Regions from separate parts of the Mus musculus genome. Here all the other regions are linked to region 1. The links are chromatin contacts, called in public HiCAR-type, HiChIP or PLAC-seq and promoter capture Hi-C maps. All regions are on one chromosome and are shown on one strand. Each heading gives the region's core, a stretch centred on a gene start, on an enhancer-like site or on the middle of the called end of the contact. The rest is flanking DNA. Distances are from core to core; before and after follow the strand shown. Region 1 holds the start of Map3k3 (mitogen-activated protein kinase kinase kinase 3). Region 2 overlaps Mrc2 (mannose receptor, C type 2). Region 3 holds the start of Milr1 (mast cell immunoglobulin like receptor 1). Region 4 holds the start of Pecam1 (platelet/endothelial cell adhesion molecule 1). Region 5 holds the start of Marchf10 (membrane associated ring-CH-type finger 10). Region 6 holds the start of Tex2 (testis expressed gene 2).

What was found. Promoter capture Hi-C pulls out the DNA fragments that hold promoters and counts their contacts. HiCAR-type assays count read pairs that join an accessible place to other places. HiChIP or PLAC-seq counts read pairs in DNA pulled down with a chosen protein or histone mark.
Region 2: a contact with region 1 is called in an H3K27ac HiChIP or PLAC-seq map of extraembryonic endoderm stem cells, with 4 times the contacts expected there. The contact joins the enhancer-like site here to the promoter of Map3k3 in region 1. A contact is called at or near these places in 2 of 39 promoter capture datasets (hippocampal neurons and liver), 4 of 484 Hi-C or Micro-C datasets (the AtT-20 cell line, the N1E-115 cell line, cortical neurons and 1 more), 11 of 115 datasets of contacts at active chromatin or transcription factors (the NIH/3T3 cell line, astrocytes, cardiomyocytes and 8 more) and 1 of 9 other capture datasets (embryonic stem cells).
Region 3: a promoter capture Hi-C map of pre-B cells shows a contact between it and region 1. The contact joins the promoter of Milr1 here to the promoter of Map3k3 in region 1. A contact is called at or near these places in 4 of 39 promoter capture datasets (cranial neural crest, hippocampal neurons, liver and 1 more) and 1 of 115 datasets of contacts at active chromatin or transcription factors (effector CD8 T cells).
Region 4: an H3K4me3 HiChIP or PLAC-seq map of bone marrow-derived macrophages shows a contact between it and region 1, with 4 times the contacts expected there. The contact joins the promoter of Pecam1 here to the promoter of Map3k3 in region 1. A contact is called at or near these places in 1 of 39 promoter capture datasets (cranial neural crest) and 1 of 115 datasets of contacts at active chromatin or transcription factors (bone marrow-derived macrophages).
Region 5: a HiCAR-type map of astrocytes shows a contact between it and region 1, with 2.3 times the contacts expected there. The contact joins the promoter of Marchf10 here to the promoter of Map3k3 in region 1. A contact is called at or near these places in 1 of 39 promoter capture datasets (embryonic stem cells) and 2 of 115 datasets of contacts at active chromatin or transcription factors (astrocytes and bone marrow-derived macrophages).
Region 6: a contact with region 1 is called in a promoter capture Hi-C map of pre-B cells, with 4 times the contacts expected there. The contact joins the promoter of Tex2 here to the promoter of Map3k3 in region 1. A contact is called at or near these places in 1 of 39 promoter capture datasets (pre-B cells), 1 of 484 Hi-C or Micro-C datasets (embryonic stem cells) and 1 of 115 datasets of contacts at active chromatin or transcription factors (pancreatic cancer cells).

Annotation. Positions count from the first base shown.
Region 1 is chr11:106,082,934-106,086,187 of GRCm38.p6, reverse strand. Map3k3 (mitogen-activated protein kinase kinase kinase 3) reads right to left here and starts at 1,601. Exons shown (of 16, transcript NM_011947.4): 1 at 1,255-1,601. The coding sequence starts at 1,258.
Region 2 is chr11:105,351,026-105,354,279 of GRCm38.p6, reverse strand. It overlaps Mrc2 (mannose receptor, C type 2), which reads right to left. Exons shown (of 30, transcript NM_008626.3): 30 at 3,135-3,254. Among named protein-coding and RNA genes, the nearest start is that of Mrc2, 60 kb to the right of the region's middle. Within about 2 kb of position 1,784, at least 69 of the 459 cell types and tissues checked have an H3K27ac peak or open chromatin away from gene starts, as enhancers often do. A contact at or near this core is called in the AtT-20 cell line, the N1E-115 cell line and extraembryonic endoderm stem cells, where this site is marked.
Region 3 is chr11:106,749,682-106,752,935 of GRCm38.p6, reverse strand. It overlaps Milr1 (mast cell immunoglobulin like receptor 1), which reads right to left and starts at 1,710. Exons shown (of 7, transcript NM_001033435.3): 1 at 1,547-1,710; 2 at 1,261-1,302. The coding sequence starts at 1,652.
Region 4 is chr11:106,713,653-106,716,906 of GRCm38.p6, reverse strand. It overlaps Pecam1 (platelet/endothelial cell adhesion molecule 1), which reads left to right and starts at 1,626. Exons shown (of 16, transcript NM_001305157.1): 1 at 1,626-1,888; 2 at 1,979-2,005. The coding sequence starts at 1,855.
Region 5 is chr11:105,455,092-105,458,345 of GRCm38.p6, reverse strand. Marchf10 (membrane associated ring-CH-type finger 10) reads left to right here and starts at 1,611. Exons shown (of 12, transcript NM_172568.2): 1 at 1,611-1,872. All of the region lies in intron 1 of Gm39417 (a long non-coding RNA gene), which reads right to left.
Region 6 is chr11:106,611,118-106,614,371 of GRCm38.p6, reverse strand. Tex2 (testis expressed gene 2) reads left to right here and starts at 1,442. Exons shown (of 12, transcript NM_198292.3): 1 at 1,442-1,514.

The sequences.
Region 1 (3,254 bases), core at 352-2,851:
AAGCAATTAACTTAAAGCCAGAGTAAGGAGTTCCACCACAATCGAGTATCTGGCCAATTTGCTACTGCACCCACAAAACCTCCTACAAAAATGACTTGACCTTGCTTTAGGGCAAAACAAACATTAGCATTTCATCTTATGGAGCACTCACACAAGCAATGAATACTTCTGCAAAGGAGACTTTCACTAAATTTCACCCCTTTCTGACTTAGAATAATACTAAATATTTTTGCAAAACCTGATTGAGACCAGGAAAATGAGCATCACAATACCTGCCCCAACTGGGGAAGCAAAATATATTTAAAATGTCACACATTCCTTAGCTAAGTCCAAGACTTTTTGATAAAGAACCAAAATTATGCAAAATATATATAAAACAGCTCAAATATTTTGTAGAAGGCATTAAAAAAACTTTTCTTAGATTACATCTTCACAGGAGAATTACAAATACTGACAAAAAGGAAATGATTTCATAGTGATCCTTTTATGTACCGAATGCCTCTTTCAAAAAGTTACATAGTTGCAGGGGTAGCGCAGGATAAATATAAAAGCCGGGTTTTTCCAAAAGTAGGGTTTGAGTTATAACCCTCAGCGCTCAAGGATTCTTAACTTCCAGTAATCTGCGAGGAGCGCAGCTCGCATTTCTCAAGCCTGCTATTGCTAACAGGGATCCGCGTCGAATAGCGTCGCAGTGGATGCCCCGCATACCCTCCCCCCGCGTCCCCCTCCCCCGCGCAGGAGAGCGCACAGAGCTCCAGAGCAAAGCCCCGGGAACTCACAGGCCAGCCTGTGTGAGCAAAGGGAAGGAAATGACACAGGCAGGAAAAAAAAAAAAAAAAAAAAGCAAATCAAGGAAAAGACACAACAGCAGCTGGGCCTGCACCAGGCTCCAGCCCCGGCCCCACACTGAGCTCCGGCTCCCCCACCCTCAAGCTCGCGCGCCAGCTCGCTGGGGACCGCAGTGGGCCGCCCGACGGGCCTCGGTCCCGCAGACCCCTCCCCGGGATACGCCGGCCGCATGCCCGGAAAGAGAGTTGCCGAGTGGGTTTGGCCGGTAGGGCACCCCCGGAGGTAGCCAGAACGGCGCCCCGATCGAGGCACCGCGGAGAGGCGAGCGGTCCGCGATCCTCAGCCCCGGGCCCGGCGAACTGTCCATGCCTTGTCAGGCGGCGGCCCAGGGTCCTCCTCCCCTCAGCCTGGGGCGGGGCGTCGCGAAGCAGCGCGGGCACAGGCCGGGGCGGTGGCGGTACTCACCCATGGTGGCGATGGCGGAGGCGGCGGTGGCGACTACAGCCCAGAAGTGTCACCTCCGCAGCCGGGGCTGCATGCCGGGGGAGCGGGCGGCGGGGACGGCAGCGGGCCTGGCTCCGCGCGGGGGCCGTGGGCTGCGCTCGGGGCCCCCGCCGCCTCCCCAGGCTCCGGCTCCGGCCGCGGCCGGGCGCTGTGGCATGAGCAGGTTGGCCCGCTACATCCCCGGCGCTCCCAGGCTCGGCCCAACCCGGCCTCGGCGGCGCCACTCGACCGGGCCGCCTGCGAGTCCTGAAGTCCAGAAGACGCTCCGACCGGCCACTGTTCTCCACCTCAGGAACGCTCCGAAAAACAAACCGCTGGGCGCGCAGCAAGCCTTGCAGCCTGTCACTCATGCCAGCATCTGCCAATCGCATGCAGCCGCTGGGCCTTGGCACTACCCCCACTCTCATTACCAGCCAATAACCAGGAGGAAGTCAGATACTCCCGCCTCCTCCTCCCCGCTCTCTCCCAACGCCCTCACTCTCATCCGCCAGCTAATCACGACGGACCAATCCCGCCTACTCTCACAGGATGCCAATGGGCGAAGTCAAGGCGATTTCCGAGGGCTGGCTAGAGCCTGCCAATCACTGAGACAGCGCCCGTCCTCTCGCGCCTAGCCAATCACGGAGAGAGCGCTGAGTACCCGCCGCGGAGTGTCGCTAGCTGGCGCTCTCAGCCTCTCTGGCCAAGGTGTGGGCTGCTCCAATCACTGCTCCGGCTTGAGGCTCCGCCCACAACCCTCTGCTCAGTTGCGGAACCCTCGGCGGGCGCGCGGGCTGGCGCCGTTCCCCTCGGCGGCTACCCCGGCCTGGCGCCTTGCAAAGTCGTCTTCTGTAGAGGCCCTCAGAAAAAGAAAACCTTCGGCCCTATGGTTGTCGGTTGTTGGCGACCTCGAGGTGCTGAGGTGTCCGGCCCCTGCTGGGGCAAAGTGTCTGGCGCGGATTGGGCAGGGAAGGTTTGGCTCGATGCTTTCAGGCTACTTGAGCTGCGCGATACCCTGAGTAGCCTCGGCTTACAGGCAGGGGGATGGTCTTGTTACTTCTCTCATCCCCCTGGGTCTCAGACCTCCGAGGCCACACCTGATACTCCGTCTTCAAAGGCTAGGCTAGTGCTGGAATGTGGGTCCCCACATTCTGAGTTCTGCTAGAGTTGCTTTTGGACAAGTTTTGCTCTTAGAATTATAAAAGCGAGACACGTTTTTAAAAGAAAACTTAAAAGTGCAGGAAAACAGAAAGAAAAGCCCTACCCTGAAGATAGTTTTATCTATTTCCTACCTAGATATGCAACGTTAGACAAAAAATAACTTCATATTGTTTTCTGGTGTGCTTACACTTTTGTGCTTCCTGTGCCACTAAATATTGTCTCAAAACAATTGTACTGGCTGTGTGATCTTTCAAAAGAGCATTGTGATTAACTTTTTCAACCTCCATTGTTTCAATAATTCATACACCCAGTCTTAAGATTCCAACTCTACCACAGTTAGTGTGGCTTCCCTTTCTCTGGAGACAGTTCCAATGACATATTTCAGATTCCAGAAAAATCTGATGCCATTTTCAGTTGTCATTTAGAAACACTTACCTTAGGAGGTGGCTTTGGAGTATCAGATCTCTTAAGGAGTGTCTTACGCAATTCTTTTTCTTCATCCCCACTCTCAACCCATACTATTAACTTTATTGTCCTCTCTCTCTCTCTCTCTCTCTCTCTCTCTCTCTCTCTCTCTCTCTCGTGTGTGTGTGTGTGTGTGTGTGTGTGTGTGTGTGTGTACGAGGTGTTTGTTGTTTGAGACAGAGTCTCTAACCTAGACTGTCCTGGAACTTTTTTTTTTGTTTTTTTGTTTTTTTGTTTTCCGAGACAGGGTTTCTCTGTAGTCCTGGAACTTCTTTGTAGTCTGGTCTGAAACTCACAGATCTATCTGCCTCTACCCCCTGAGTACTGGGATTAAAATTAAAGGCCTGTGCCACTGT
Region 2 (3,254 bases), core at 535-3,034, 730 kb after region 1:
TTGTTGTCCTTATCGTGGAGGACACCTCGCACTTTCCTCAAATTCCAAGGGAGGAGGACAGTGCAAATCTGCAGAAGCTGATGGAATTACAGTGTCAGAGGGCCAGGTGTCTCCCCCTGCCTGGCACAGCTGGACACCCTACAGTAACAGAGGGCCAGGTGTCTACACACACACGCACACACACACGCACACACACAGCTGGACACCCCACAGTAACAGAGGGCCAGGTGTCTCCCCTATGGACAGCTAGACACCCCACAGACCTCAGGGGTGTCTGGAAGTAAGACAGTATGGATGGAACTAGAAAAGTGTCACTGCCTGGGATCCCCAGAAAAGCCACCAGCCAACTGATAAATTCAGTATTTGGCTTCTCTGAATACATGGCCTTGAACCTTGGTGCCTGGCAGTTGCTCAGACCTCTTTCTAGTGTCTGTAACTACTTGCTTTTCAGACAAGGAAGGGTTAAAGCCAGCCCCTCCCCTTTGATGCAATGGAGCTGATTCTGATGGGAGCCAAAGACTGAAGTCAGCAGTTCCCTGAGGCCTCTTGGCAACACCCTCCTAAGGAAAGTCAGGCCTGCGGGAAGATCTGGGCACTTTCTTCTCATGCTGGACCCTCTTCAATCCCTCATTTGTCCTCTTCTGACTTCCCTGAGTGTCTCCTTTCTGCCTTCCCTCACGATGCTAGTTCTTTACCTCAGGTCTGCCAGAGACTCCTGCCCCACTGGTCCAGGCAGCTTGACCAGGTTTGGGCGGCTCTGTTCCAGGATAGCCATGTGGTGAGGCTGGCTGGCTCCTTGCCCCTGTGGCCTCAGAGAGCTGCCCACTGGGCCAGGCCTGCTCTGCCAGGGTACCTGGGAGGAGGCCATCTCTGCTTTGATAGGAGATAGGGGAATGCTGTTCTCTGGAGAGCTGCCCTGTCTTCCCATTCATTCATGGATTCATTGAGCTGTCACTGAATATTCAGGTGCTCGAAGCTGGGCCAGTTCAGACCTGCAAGGGAAAGCTGGGCTCCGTGCCTGGTAGACAGTGCCCTTCGCTCAGGCCTGGGACAGGTCTCAGGCCATCTGCCACTCAGCAGGCTCCGCAGAGAACCTGGCACACAGAAGAGATGCTTCGTGGTCAACTGAACTGAGCCCCACCAGAAGATAGAAGTCCTTGTCACATGTTCTAAAACTAGAACTGGCTGGGAGCCAGAGGGCAAGTGGCCAGGTCCAGAGCCTTCTTCCTGACCACTCAGAGAACTACGGGAACATTCCCTAACTCTTCTGCAGGAAGGCTTAGAACATACTCTCTGGGGAGCCCCCAGGCCTAAGAGGCTGTAGGACAAACTTGGATTGAATGTGGCCTCTGGCAAGACTCCAGTCACCAGAGAAAGAAAAGGAAAAATTAACTTGTCAAGGTTTGGGGAGTCAATTCATGCTTGCCCTGGAAGGGTGAGGGCCTGGGTTCGAATCCTCAGCACCCACATAAAACCCAGGAGCAGCAGCTGCCTATGCTCGTAACTCTTGGGGGTACAGATAGGTAGATTTCTGGGGCTGCTGGGGTCAGTAGGCTTGCTTACCCAGTCAGCTGCTGGCATGCACATGCTCTCTCTCTCTCTCTCTCTCTCTCTCTCTCTCTCTCTCTCTCTGTCTCTCTCTCAAATAGATGGGTGGCACTGGACATTTGGAGCCTCATTCCTTCAACTACTCAAATGACCCAATAGAGCTCACACTGCTTTTTACCACGCTGCTTCCTTCTCTCTCAGGGCAATGGTCACTGGCATCCCTGCCCTCAGAGCCGCTCCCAGCAGCCTGAAGAGCAACCCTTGAGCCACAGCTAGTAGCAAAGCACTCGACTCACAAAGGGGCTACTCTGGCCTCTGTTTGGAGAGCAAATCACTTGAAGGTAAAGTGGGTTAATCATTAAGGACCTTACTTTGGATTGACGGTCCCTTCCGTCCCTTCCGGAATGCCTGGCCTACCTATCTCCCATGGGTCTTGTGAGAGCTGCAGAGTAGGGACAGCTGGAGGAGCCCACACACACACACACACACACACACACACACACACACACTCAGGAATGCAGCTCACGGACTCTCTAGAGTTCTTCTGTCTTGGGCGGTCCCACCCATTCATCCTGCACATCTGATCCCGGCAGAAAGCAGCTGATCTGCTGTCCCCCTGGGCAATCCAGATCCCATGTTTCCTAGTGGCTTCCCCCAGCCTGAATCAAACATTGGAAAGAGACTCGGAAAACCATCATGGCAGGAGCGTCCAGGGTGGATGGGCAAGGGAAGGAGCGAGAACATTCAATGGGTGTCTTTATGTATTCTTTTCACTCCTTTAGGCTCTGAACCACATGACCACACTGCCTATCCAAAACAAGTAGAACTAAGATTTTAAAAGTCCTGGACAGGGTAAGCCTGAGAACGCACAACGCCTCTAAACCACCGCTAGTGTTCCAGGCCAAACCAGCCACCATCTTCTGAGGTCTTAATGATTGCAAGGGCTTCCTCTGCTTCCCCTCCCCCATCTCCCATCCATTGTCTGTGTCCCTTACCGCGGTTACAATGAACTTGTTAAAGATCAGATCAGCCATTCCCACTGGCAGCCTTCCTTACAGTATCCACCATGCCACTGCGTCCTGGCCTGCACCCACTCAGCCACACTCCTGCAGTCACCCTGTCGGTCCTCTGAGACATTAGGGACCCTCTGCTCCCACTCTGGTCCAGGTATTCATATTGCTCACCCTACACACACACACGCACACACACACACACACACACACACACACACACACACACACACACAATGTAATAAAAAAAAACTTTAGAAATAAGAGTAGCAGTTAGCATTTATGGAGTGCTTACTGCATGCACTCAGAGGCACTTGGTAAGGACACTCACCACATCCTTAAGCATCTTTCCGACAGCCCAACCCTAGGAGATCCTCTACGCCCTATTCAAGCTGATGGGACAATGAGCTCAGGTGCCCAAGTTCACACGCTTGTAGGCAGGGACGACTTGTCTCCTGAGGAGAGCCAAAAGCTCAGAGGCAAAATGGCAGGCTACAGAAACAACTGGACAGAGCTGCCATCTGTCCCTACAGGGCTGCGGGGGTCAGACTCTGCAGAGAAGGAGGCACAAACGCTGACTTCTCAAGCCTCTGGAAGGTTTTTATTTGTTTGCTATTCTTTTTCTCTTTTTCCTTCTTTAAAAAAAAAAAAAAAAAGACAAACAATAATAGCACATTTCGAGAATCAAGAACTACA
Region 3 (3,254 bases), core at 461-2,960, 670 kb before region 1:
GATGGATGAAGAATTCAAGGTCAGTCTATGCTGACCTAGTGAGTTCTAGGCCAGCCTGGGCTACGTGAGATTGCCTTCAGTAAGGCCTGGTAAAACTCCTTAAATTCTGTCTGCTATGGCTTTGGTATCCAGTCTGTGAGCTGGTATACATACATACTCATGTGTATGTTTACTGTAAGATATGTAATATATGCTCTGAGAGTTAATATTACATTTAAAATTGGAATAAAAGAACTCATGTTTACTGACTGCTGGCTATCAAGAGAAATCAGGACTGCTTGGAAAATCACAGCCAAGAGAAGCAACATAGCTGGTGAATTTATTGCTATTCAATAAACTCTGACACCACAGACCGACGCAAAGATGTCCATCTAGACTGCTCCACTGTGTGCTCTCCCACACTCAGGACTTAACAGGCTGAAGCAGAAGGATTCTCATGAGTTCAGCATCAGCTTCGGCTACATAGTGAGTGCTAGGCTATGTAGCAAGATCTTATCACCAACAGTCCACAGAAAGAAGCTGCCTGCTTCGGGATGGGGAGGGGAGGGGAGGGAAGACAGGCTGGGTTGCACACAACAGCACTTTCAACTTTATGTGGTTAGCTTACACGGAAGGACCGATGTGCCGCAAAGACTGCAGAGGAACCAGGATTGGGGCCACCCCTTCTCACCGATGAAAGAAACCACCCTCAAAAGTCATTAGTTTGTGTGCCCGGCTTGCCAGCTGGGCAGCAGCAAGCCAGGCTCAGCAGCAAAGCACTCTGACTCCACAGTAGAGCTCTACCTAGGCATAGTACTAGTTGCCTGAATTAATTTAAAAGGGGTTTGAGTGGGCATGGTGGGCTGGGTCCCAGCATTTGAGAGTTTAGGAGTTAGTCTAGTTTAGCCTTGGCCACGTAATAGAGTTTGAGGCCAGCCTGACCTACATGAGGCTCAGCCTCAAAAGTAAATAAATTAATAAAAATTTACAAAAATCACGGGAGGGTTTTCTAGCTAAAAGTGATAACAAAGGAAGTTTGGAGGTTTTCATGGTAAAAAACAATCTCAGATTTTGCCCGGCCAAGTTTCAGGTGGAAAAACAAAATTGCTACAATTAATGCCCTCTCTAAACCTCAGCTCATTGGCCTCCTAGCAGATAATAGAAAGGCTTTGCTCTTGGTTGCCGATCTAAAAACACAGAAATCCCAGTAAGTGAACGCTCATGTTCAGAGTCAGCTATCTGACCATTTTGATGCCCATACTTTCAGGAAATGAAACTTACCGTTATTTTCCACCCTCGTACAATCCACTGCAGCATTCTGAACTGAAAGAGAAAATGGAAGATTAGAGAAAAAAAACCTCATTTCCCATGTGATTATTTTGAGAGATGATTCTTGTTTGTTTTTTCGTCTTTGACTTTTCAAGACAGGGTCTCTCTAGGTAGCCCTGGCTGGCCATGAACTCTGTGTAGATCAGGCTGGCTCCACAGAGATCCACCTGCCTTTGCTCCACCAAGTGCTGGCCCCCCCGTCCCAGAGTCAATTCTTAAAATATCGAATCAGGCTTACGTGTGATAGAAATTGTAAGAGCCCAAAGTAACAGTTTGTCCAGCCAGCATCTTATTCCCTTGAATGAAACGGCAGAGAGGCACATTGGCGAGTCACCATCGCCCATGGTTAATTGAGTTACTACAGAATGGGGCTCGGCTTCTGAGATTCCTCTTCCCAACCACACACAGGAAATGAGAGGATTTAGACAAGTTTACTCAACAGGACCTATGACTCGTTGGTTTAACTGTCCTTCATATTACTGGAACAGCTGCTCAGACCGCAAGGTCTCCTATCTCACTTAGAGCTGCTGCTTGGTGATAACGGATCTTTCTTTTTTTTCCCCCTTCTTTCCCCCTTTTTTCCCCTTCCCTTTCACTCCGGCCCATAGGTTTTTTTATTTGTTTTTCATTACAGATAGTTGTGAGCCACCATGTGGTTGCTGGGATTTGAACTCATGACCTCCAGAAGAGCAGTCAGTGCTCTTAACCACTGAGCCATCTCACTCACCAGCCCCGATAATGGATCTTTTATATTCTCTCTCTCTCTCTCTCTCTCTCTCTCTCTCTCTCTCTCTCTCTCTCTTCCTCCCCCTCACCCTCCCCCTCTCCCCCCCCCATCTCCCTTCCCCCTCCTAAAAGAAAAATGAAAAATGCCTCTGACAAGTAAGCCCTACTCTCCAGAGCACAGAGAACTTCCTGGCGTGCTGTCGGCCGTTGTTCATTTAAGATTACAAGTCCTTTGTTTGCTTCTTTAGACAAGCTTGGTTGCCCCATCTGCACAGGATGTGTTTGATCGAATGTAGGCTGGAGGTACATAAGCAGAGAGTATGCCAGGATGTTTGCTTGCTCCTGATTGGACAAAGGTGGAAAGTATGTAGCCTTTTGGGGTTTGCCTTTCTTTATAAACCTCCGATTAATGTACCTTGGTGACATACTCCCGGAATCCTGAGGATGGATTGTCTTAGCCAGCATAGCAATTTGGCTCAAAAACTGTGATAGTGTTCTTACTTTCACCCAATGGGATCAACACTTTCACACCACACACGCACACACGCACACACACGCGCGCACACACACACACACTTCCTAGCTGCCTATGAGGTGAGAGACAGGTTCCAGATGTATAAGGTACATCTTCTATACATGCAGCCTGAAGGTAATTGGAGGAGGGATTCAGAGAGTCCTTTGGCACACTCTTCTCAGGTCGGCGTATTCAGACCAGAACCTCAGCAACATTGCTCTCAGCTCCTCTCATCACCTCTGGAGGTAAGTCACACCAGGCTGCTCTGTAAGACCTTCCGGCCACCCTCCTGCCTCTCTAGCATCTTGCTTGGTAGATGATGTCTTCTTGGGTTTGGTTTGCAAATATTTTATTGAGTATTTTTACATCAATGTTCATAAGGGAAATTAGTCTGAAGTTCTCTTTTTTTTAATACTTGTTTATTTATTTATTATATGTAAGTACACTGTAGCTTGTCTTCAGACACTCCAGAAGTGGGAGTCAGATCTCGTTACGGATGGTTGTGAGCCACCATGTGGTTGCTGGGATTTGAACTCCGGACCTTCGGAAGAGCAGTCGGGTGCTTTTACCCACTGAGCCATCTCTTCAGCCCCTTAAGTTCTCTTTCTTTGTTAAGTCTTTGTGTGGTTCAGGATGTCTGTGGCCTCATAGAATGAGTTTAGCAATGTTCCTTCTGTTTTTATTTTGTGGACTAATTTAAGGAGTA
Region 4 (3,254 bases), core at 377-2,876, 630 kb before region 1:
AGGTCTTGGTCTGTCTGAGGAGAATAAGCCATTGCTACATGCGGTAGGAAGGATCTGACAGGAAGAAGTCTGGGGAGGCAAAGGAACGTGGAGGAAGTCAGCTCAGTTTGAGAAAGAGTGGGGACATTTCTAGAGAAATTGATGAGTAAGGAGAAACTGAGTAACGATTAGTCAGAAAAGAAGAGAGGAAGGCGAGCAGCAATGAGAAAGGCATGTGATGCATTCTGGGAACTTAACACCTTAGCAACTAGAGCTCAGGGCGAAGAAGGAAGTGGTATGATTCCAAGGTAGAGGGGGAAGCAAGGGGGTGAGCAAGAACTGGGTAAGGGAGGCCTGGGGTCTGCCTTTTCCCAGAGAATGTTACAACCTTTCAAACATCAAAGGGAGAGAAACCAATTTATAGTCTAGAAAATTCCGTAGGAGGCAAGGCTAAACACACATCTGCAATCTCGGGTGTTTGTCTGTGATGGGAGGGTTGTGTTCAAAGGCATCTTGCCATTTAGCCATCCCCTGGGTCAGAATAAAGAAGGAAGGGATGAAGGGAGGGAAAAGGGAATGTTAGCCCGATGGTAGGGGAGGAGGGTGTCGGGAGGAGGGAGAAGGGGTGAGCTGGGGACTGGAGAGATGACTTGGCAATTAAGAGCAATCATGAGGACTGGATTTCAGGTCCCATCACCTCTGGAGAACGTGACAATCGCCTCTTCTGGCTTCCAAGCACACACAGGCACACAGACACTCCTCCCTCAAAATGTATTCATTCTCTCATGAACATGCATGAAAGGGGGACAGGACGGTTCACTGGAGAAAGGTGCCAGCTGTCGAGTCTGATGATCTAAGTTTGATCCTGGGACTCACATAATGGAAGGAGAGAATTTCTACACGTTGACCTCTGACACACCCCCCCCAATACATAGTGGTACACATGCATTCTACCCTACTTCCACATACACAAATAAATAAATGTTTAATAAGAAAGGTTGGGAATTGGCAGTGGGGAAAGTAGTGTGTACTACACACACATATATACCCACAGTCACAGACACACACATACACCCACAGTTCCACACAAACACATATACACCCAGTCACACACACACACAAACACACATACATACATACATACACAGTCACACACACACAAACACACACACAAACACACATACACAAACAGCCAAAGGGGCTCCTTTGGTGACTAAGCCGGTGATCAGGGACCACTGCAGCGGCTTAAGAAAATCCCTCTTTCTACTGAGCCACCAGTAGCGTTCCTCACAAGGACTGCATATTGTCGGAGAAGCTGGCCAGTGCAGGATAGGAGGCCCAGATTTACACTCTATGGATACAGCCCCCATAGGGAGCCCACAGGAAAGGCAAACAGGTCTTGCTAGGTATCCCACAAAAGCACTTTTGAGTGGAAATAAAACCTCCTTGTCCTGTCAGGAGAAGAAGTCCCCAAACCCAGATGAGGCTAGAAGCGCAAGAACTTTGAGGCAAATGCTACTTGTGGGTTTTTTTGGTTGTTGTTGTTGTTTTCTCCTCTTCTAGACAAAGCCATTGGGTTCAGTGGTCCCTCCGGAAGGCCAGTCATTTCCTGAGGAGATATCAGGCCAGCCCAGACCTCATTGTTCTTGGTTTCCAGCTATGGCCGCCATTACCTGACAAGTACCAGAGCTGGTCTCTGCGCGCCTGGAGAGGTTGTCAGAGTTGTTTCTGCTTTTCACACAGCAGGCTTCTGGTCTGTGGCAGGCAAGAGAATTCTGCCCCTGAGGCATGGCCGGAAGACAGAACTAGCTGAGTGCTTCAGTCTGCAGAAGTCTTTCAGGATTCAGCTGAGGTGGGCCTCAGTCGGCAGACAAGATGCTCCTGGCTCTGGGACTCACGCTGGTGCTCTGTGAGTTTCTAACCTGCTTCCTTCTTCCCTTCTTATGAGACTTGAATTCGTGAAATCAACAGATTGGCTTTCTTTTTCTTTCTCTTCCAGATGCAAGCCTCCAGGCTGAGGAAAACTGTAAGTCCTGGTATTTTCACATGGCTTCCTTCTTTGTGTCTTTTCTGAAATTAACTCATGTCAGACTGCTTAGGGTTGGTGTTTACAACAACTAAGAAAACTCTCAAAGCCTTGTTCTAAATCAAGGTTCAAAGAGTGTGTATTAGAGACAGCGGTGTAGGAGAAAATTGCTGAACACCAGTCTTACATCTTGGTGGGTTTCTGTTTGTTGGAATGGGAGAGATGGGTTTTTTTAAAAAAATTCCTTATATGTATATATGTATATATATGATTCCTTATATGTTTGTGGTCTTTCTGTCATAAGCTATTTCTTTTTACATCATACTATGCCTCTAATTGTTTACTTTCAAACTCTTCTCTTTATTCGCTTGGATTTAGAGTCTGTAATCCCAGTACTTGGAAAACAGACACAGAAAGATCAGTAGTGAAGTCCAGCTTCGGCTCCATAGGAGTTTGAGGGAGGCCTGAGCTACTACGTGAAACAGTACAAAACCGACTCCCAAAAAATAAAAACTTAAAAAAGTATTTTTTTTTCCTTTCACTTGTTTTAATTTACAAATGAGACTCAGTTGACTTGACAGACTATGGAGGCTGAAGGAGCAGACAGTAAATGGGTGTCAGGACTCCCTCTGTCCTAAGAGAGTAACAAAAAGGACCAGCCAGATCCCCTTTCCCTCCCACCGGGGAGGCTCCGCTCCTATCTGAGCTTGCTTGTGGGGAAGGGTTCTGCCTGTCTTTAAAGTCAGACCTATCATCCACTCGAGAGCTGATTCGGAACCTCCGAATTTTTCAGATTAAGAGGATCTGTCTCGCTCCGTCCATCAGAGACTCTGAAGGAAGAGGCTCAGCCCAGCCCAGGGATTGTGGGTCAGGAAGAAGGCCACAGATTACACTGGCTCAGTCAAAAGTTATTCCAGTGTGGGAAGACTAGGGATGCTGGGCTGCAGGCATTTTTGAGCTGAAGAACGTGACAGGGCTGAGTTGAGCCAGGGATGGAGCTGTGGCCCCAGGGTGGGGAGGGCTGTGGTCTGTGAGTCTGTGATTCCTTAGGCTTCTGGCTCCCTTGGCAACACCTGGAGACAGACTGTGTATTGTCTTCAAGTCATCCCCACTAAAGGGTGGGATGGGTGAGCCTCAGAAAGACATGACTCAGCCTAGAATGTCAGGGCTTGTCAGCACTACGGCCTCCGCTCCCTGGAACCCAGACATCTCTCTGGGGCTTGTGCTTGGCTTTACTTAGCTTGCTCTG
Region 5 (3,254 bases), core at 362-2,861, 630 kb after region 1:
GAGCTACATCCCAGAAAGTGTCTCAAACTTGGGGGTCCTTAATTATAGTCCTTTGAACAGCAAAGACCATGGAAAGAGGTTCCATGGTATGTCTTTACCAGTCAACGATTTAATAGAGAATCTTTGTTAGCCGGCTGAGAACAAGACTAGAACATGGTGTTGCAGGTAAAAAGTACCTGCCACCAAGCCCGACAAGCCGGGTTTGGTCACTGGGAGCCACACGGTAGGAGAGAACAGACTTCAGCAAACTGACCTCCCCTTCCCTGCACTGGGGCATGTTTGCCCTCTCACACATCCAATAAAAATAAGATGTAATAAAAATCTTTAAACATACTAAAAATAGAAAATGGTTTGGAAAGGGAGAGCAATGAAGGTCAGATGAGAAAGAGCCCAAAACAAAGACTTCCCCAAGGCATATTTTGTCTAGACTCTGTGTTGCTCAAGATACGTCTTAGAAGTTGGCGTGAAGGTGAGAAGGAGGGTTTGGCATGTCCTAGAGCCGCAACTGGCAAGAAATGACTCAAGGACAAAACCAAGAAAGCAAGTCCTGGGGAACAAATAGGGACAGTCACAGTCCAGAGTCTGGGGCTCACTTCTTAGGCAGTGCTGGAGTCTGAGAGTGGCTTGTTGGTGATTAAGACATGGGACCTAGGCTGTTTACGTGGCACAGGGAGAGGTGGACCTGGGGTACGACTGACAGGGGCTCAGAGCGTCCTTGCAAGGTTCAAACATCAATCCAGTTTAGAGACCACTGAGTCCTAAATTAGGGGTGGTAGTGATAAGAATAGAAAGGGTGTCATACTGCAAACACAAAGCCACCACCTGAATGTGGGCTTACAGGGGCTGCATAGAAGTCTCCTGGACCCCAGACATGTGGAGACTCTGGGACACTGGTGAAAGTTCCAACAATTTCTATTGTCCATCTTCTTTGCTCTCCGCCCAATCTAAAATGCCCTTAGGTGACATCAGTCAGCAAGGTACTAAGTACCTAAATATGCAAAAGAAATAGAAGACTCAAGGCTGCCTATTAGCCCCTCAGTGAAAAATAAACGCAGCCTAGAAACAGTGATGTAAACCAAGAACCTGGTGGGCACTGGTCTAAACCTCCAAGCTCCTCTCTCCTGGAGAAGCCCGTAATGACTACTGTTAACTAAGAGGCTAGCTTTCGGGCTCCGTTCTGAAGCTGATCGGGTGCCTCCCTTAATTGTTTATTTCTGCTCTGAGGTTGGATCGGAACATTCTGCCTGAGATCCCTGTATAACAACCATTTCAAAGAGTGCAGTATCTTTTCTTCTTTTCATTTATTCCCTTTACTGTTTTATTTAATTTTTTTTCCTCTCCCATTTTCTAATCTTCATCTTATAAGAAACAACACTGAGTCTGGGCGTGAACACAGACAAAATCAGAGTGCCTATTCCTAGAGCATCTCTTCCAAGCCAGCCGCCATCACTGCTTTCCTTTCTCAACTGCATCCCTTCTCGTTCCCACGGCAACCGGCAGAGCCGCCCACGTGTGGACTCAGGACCCCCGGGGCCGTAGCCCTGCCCCACCCCCACGATCCACGTTCCCTCGCGACTAGCGGCACAGGCTCCGCGCGAGGAGGGAGGCACGGTTGCCAAGGAAACGGGAGGACGCCAGGCAGCCGCCCCCACCGTCTCCACCCCAAGAAAGGCCGGAGGCCGCGGCGGACAGCTGCCTCCCGGGAGGAGAAGGAAGAGGGCCCTCTAGAAGGAGGGAAGACAGTGAGGTGTGGGGGAGGAAGAGGAGCCCAGGACCGGCCCCACGCACGATTGATGGGCGGCTCTTCGCCCACCCGCTCCGCCCCGCGGCCCCTTTAGCCCCTTGTGAGGGGTGAAAGTGCTGATCCCCAAGGTAACGGGCGCCTGCCCCAGCCTTCCCAGAACTGAGGATCAACTATACCTTTAAAACTTAAAAGATTCTGAAGGGAAATCAGACCTCTTAGCGCCCCTCTCTTCTTCGGGCTAACAGTAGCTCCAGTTTGTTTCTACCTCAAAGGAACAGATTTAACTGGAGTCTAGTTGGTTTTTGTACACTGGTAGTTCCATCACCCCCAACTGCCGCACAGCTACATTGGTCTACAATCCAGGAAACAGCTTTTGAATGTGGAAACGATGGTATTATTAATGGTAGAACCCAATCGCTTGTCAAACTTGTGATGTTCTTTTCATTTTTCCAATTACACAGTCTCTGCTCTGGGCTTAATAGTCTGTGTGTGTTAGCTAGGTCTCTCATACACCCCTTTTACACAACCATTATTTCCTACGTTAAATTGGAACAGTCACCCTTTCTTGACACCACCCTGCCTCAAGCCCTCAGCCTCTGAAAAGTATAAACCGAGCCTAAGTCACTAAACTTATATTCAGCACAAGTTTAAAAAATGATATTAAAAAAAACTAAGATTTTTTTCCAAACTAAAATTGAAACAAATCCTGTAATCCTTGACATTACAAATGAATTCATTGTGGAAAAGATTAAAGTCTTCTGAAACTCTTCTTCTAAGCAGCCAATCATAGACATGGAGGAATTTATAGACCTGATTGTCAGGTAGTAACACAGCTACTTATATCTTGCCTCAAATGAAGCTTCAGTATAGAGAGGTTAAATTTACATTTTGCTTATTTGCCAAAATCAAGACAGTATAGTTTTAATGATATTTCACAGAGCGAGCATTGCAAGAAAACGGTAAGACAGCTTATTTTAAAAGCACTTCTTTCAGGTCAGGTGTGGTTTTTATCTTTTGTTTTTTGTTTTTTTTTTTTTTTTGACAAATGTAGTCACAGAAAAAGGAGACAGCATGTACACAGGCATGCACATGTGCATGTATGCACACATGTGTGATACTTTTAGAGACTGGAAAGGAATGTAGTCTGTCCTTATTCCTGCTCTCCTTAGTCAGGGTGTCTCAGTCTGAATTCCCTGGAAATTTATGCTAGAGAGGAATTCAAATGTCACAGAGTTCTTAGAATATTCCTCATTGAAATTTCACAGATGCGTGGAATTTTGAGGCCTTGGCAGAATCACTCGCTTCCTCTCCCCACCTCACACACCTCCTCATCCCTGGCCCTTTCCCTCTCCTTAGCATGGCATCGCACACCAATTTCTAAAACACAAACTTGATCCAGTGCTTTGTCACCAGAAGCTTGCAACAAACATACACATGATCATGCGTGATTTTCAGAACGAGAAGCAATTCAAAGGTGAGACTAGAAGACAGCACCGGTTGCGATCTCGGA
Region 6 (3,254 bases), core at 193-2,692, 530 kb before region 1:
CTGAGCTCCTTTTTGGTCTCTAGGTTTACTGACTAGCAAGTCTCCCAAACATATCATGGATTTTGATTGTACAGAGGAATCTAGCTTTATTTTCCGCCGGTTGAGTTTTAATTTCACAGCAATGAGAGACTCGAAAGAGTATGGCCCCTAGCCGGGCGTGGTGGCGCACGCCTTTAATCCCAGCACTTGGGAGGCAGAGGCAGGCGGATTTCTGAGTTTGAGGCCAGCCTGGTCTACAGAGTGCGTTCCAGGACAGCCAGGGCTACACAGAGAAACCCTGTCTTGAAAAACCAAAAAAAAAAAAAAAAAGCATGCCCCCCCAGAGCGCCCCCTACTGGAATCTCCTGGGGAAAGAATGTTGAAAAATAAACGGCCCAGACCCAGTCATTGCAAAGTTGAGACATGCTAGAGTCCTCTGGGATGGGCTGATGCTGAAGTTTGGGACCCACTCATTTAGAAGGCAAAGTTGATAAGCAAAGACACTCTCACAACCTGCCCCTGTGCTATGAGGGACCTGCGGGACCTGCCTACCCTCTGCCCCCTCCACCCCTCCCTTTACCCTGTAAGGAACTGATGGGTGTAAAAATAGCCTCCACCATTCCAAGCACATTTTAAGCGAGAACTCATTTTTAAAAGTCACCTTCCTTTATCTGGGCCCTAGACACGATCCCTCTAAGGTAAACTTATGTTATCCAGGTGTAGTGGTGTATGCCTATAGTCATAGCGGTAGAGGCAGAGGCAGGAGGCTAAGAGTTCAAGGCTATCTTCAGCTACATATCAATTCTGAAAACAGCCTAGTCTACAGGAGACCCTGTATTAAAAAAAAACCCAAGATCATAATATATGATATATTTACGTCACACGAATTCTAGGCGCTAATTCTACTAATCAGTTTGCGATTGGTTGTTACGGTCAGGTGTGGAGGAGGAGCTCAGACATCCAGTTTCTGGAACTAGCAGGGATTGATAAAGTCCGACGTCCTCCTAAGACCTCTGTTCCTAAGAATCTGCCTAGCCAGACAGTTTCCCTCACGGCTTGGAGGCACTTGTTGCTAAATTGCAGGAAGAGGAAATTAAGAAATGCAAAGAGCTGGGGAAAGCGCCTCAGTTTCAATTGGGAGAGTGCAACGCTCGCTCCTCCCACTGGGATTCTGCCAGGTAACCCGCAGTTTTTCGCGGCCTCCCCTTCTTTCCAGTCCGCAGCGCCGCAGCCCCTTTAACAGCCCTGACCGATCGCTGGCCGATCCTCCAGGCCCGTCGCGGGCGCGCGGCACTGGCTGGATTGGTCATGTCTGGTGCGCGGCTGGCCCCGCCCCCTCCGCCCTGTGGTTGGGCGGTGGGGGCCGCGGCCGCGGGGCGGGTCCGCCGGCGGGGCGGGACGGCCGGTGCCCGGGGGCGGGCGGGCAGCAGCACGGCGGCCCCAGCCAGAGCCGGAGCTGGAGCTGGAGCAGGAGCCGCGGCGGCCGCCAAGTACGGGCGCCGGTGTAGTAGGATGAGGCAGCCAGCGGATCCGGGGTGAGCGCGCTCCGGGCCAGGTGGGGCGACGGGCGGAGCAGGCCCTGACTGGGTGGCCCGGCTACGGGACACCGGCAGCTCCCGCAGCCGTTGGCGCAGCGGGGCTCGGTCCCTTCCACACTACCAGGGCTCGGGACGCCGGCATGGGTGGCCCCGGGAGAGACCTTCCCTGCTTGGGGGCCGGGCAGGGCGGAGTCGCCCCGGGGCGGGAGGTGCAAGCCGTCAGGTCCCAGCCTAGCGTCCGCGGCTCGGTGTGGGTCCGGGAAAGCAGCATTCACACGCTCGTTGAAGGAAAACACTTGTCACCTCTGTGCGTGGGGCCCTTGCCGTCCTCCGCCCCCTGGGCCACCGTGGGAGAAGCTTGGGAATGGAGGAGCGCGGTTACTTTTGCGCGAATCTGTCAGTGGCTGTCGGCGCCTCGCTTGTTTTTCTCCCAACTCCTGGCGGACACCGGGGACCGAGGGGTGGCTTGTGTGCTTTCAAAGGGAGGTGGCGGCGTACCAAAAACCGGGGAGATCGGAAGGTTAACAAGTGACATTGGGCTGAGGCCTAACGCTAGCTGCCCCGCTGGGAGCATGGAGATGACGGTGGTGGAGACCGGGGGACCGATGCAGGGACAGGAGCTGCCGGCTCCATTGCACCACATGCCACTCCGGAGTGCCGACTCTACGCGCGGGAGTTGGTGCAAGGGAGTTTTTCCCCCACTGAAAAACGATTTTTGGAAAACTTAGCCCCTCAGTGGGTTGATGGTTACCTAAACCATCAGTTGTTATGGTTACACGGCATCAAATTTAAGGGCAAAGTCTGTTAAACACCCTCGCTCTTTTTTTTCCCCTTAGAGCTAAGGAGTACTTACTTTGTCATTAGATTTCATAGATGAGGAGGACATATTTTTTTAGAGTTAAAGGAAAAGTGTGACAACCTGAAGACACAGGTTGTGTCCTGTTCCGGTGTGAGGTCCAAATGTCTTGACACCATTGCTCAATTGAGAGGAATTGTCTTTTCAGGAGCTAGATTAAATCCAAAGAGAAAGTGAATTGTATGTGGAAAATAACAAGGGAAACTGAGGGACAAGTGATCTCTGGCGCTTGGGGAAGGGAGTTTGAAGGGTCTGGATTTATTGGCCGGTGAGAAACGTTTCTGTTAGCTTTTCCCAACCCTTAAATGGTTTCAGTATCTTTTCAGAGTCTTCCAAACAGATAAATGTCTTCAGGCTACGAGAATGAAGCCAGAGTGTGGCTGATCTTTGCTCCTTGGGCTCCCAGGGAGGGGACATGAAGGCTTGGAGAGGGATAGAGGAGGGCTCTGGGGGACTGCACATCCTTGTACGTGTGTCTTCAGGAAAGGAGATGAGCAAGGAGATTCAGATTAGAACGTGGAGGTGATGAAGTTCACTGACAGGTAGTAAAGGATAGGCGAGGAAGGACAGTTTGGGCTGAGTGGCGAGAAGTGAGAGCTGTAGCCGATGCTAGACCACTAGCCGATGCTAGACCACTGTATGTGATTAGAGGTTATGTTCTTAGACTGCTTCTAGGAAAGGCAGCAAAGGTTAGGCTGCCCCCAACCTCCTATGTGTGTGTATGTAGTATGTGTGTATTATGTATGTATGTATGTATGTATGTATGTATGTATTTTGAGAAAAGGTCTCTCATATCCCAGGTTGGCCTTGTTCCTAGCTGAGATAGACATTGAATGTCTGATCCTTTTGCTGCCAGTTCCTGAGCGCTAGGGTTTCTGTCC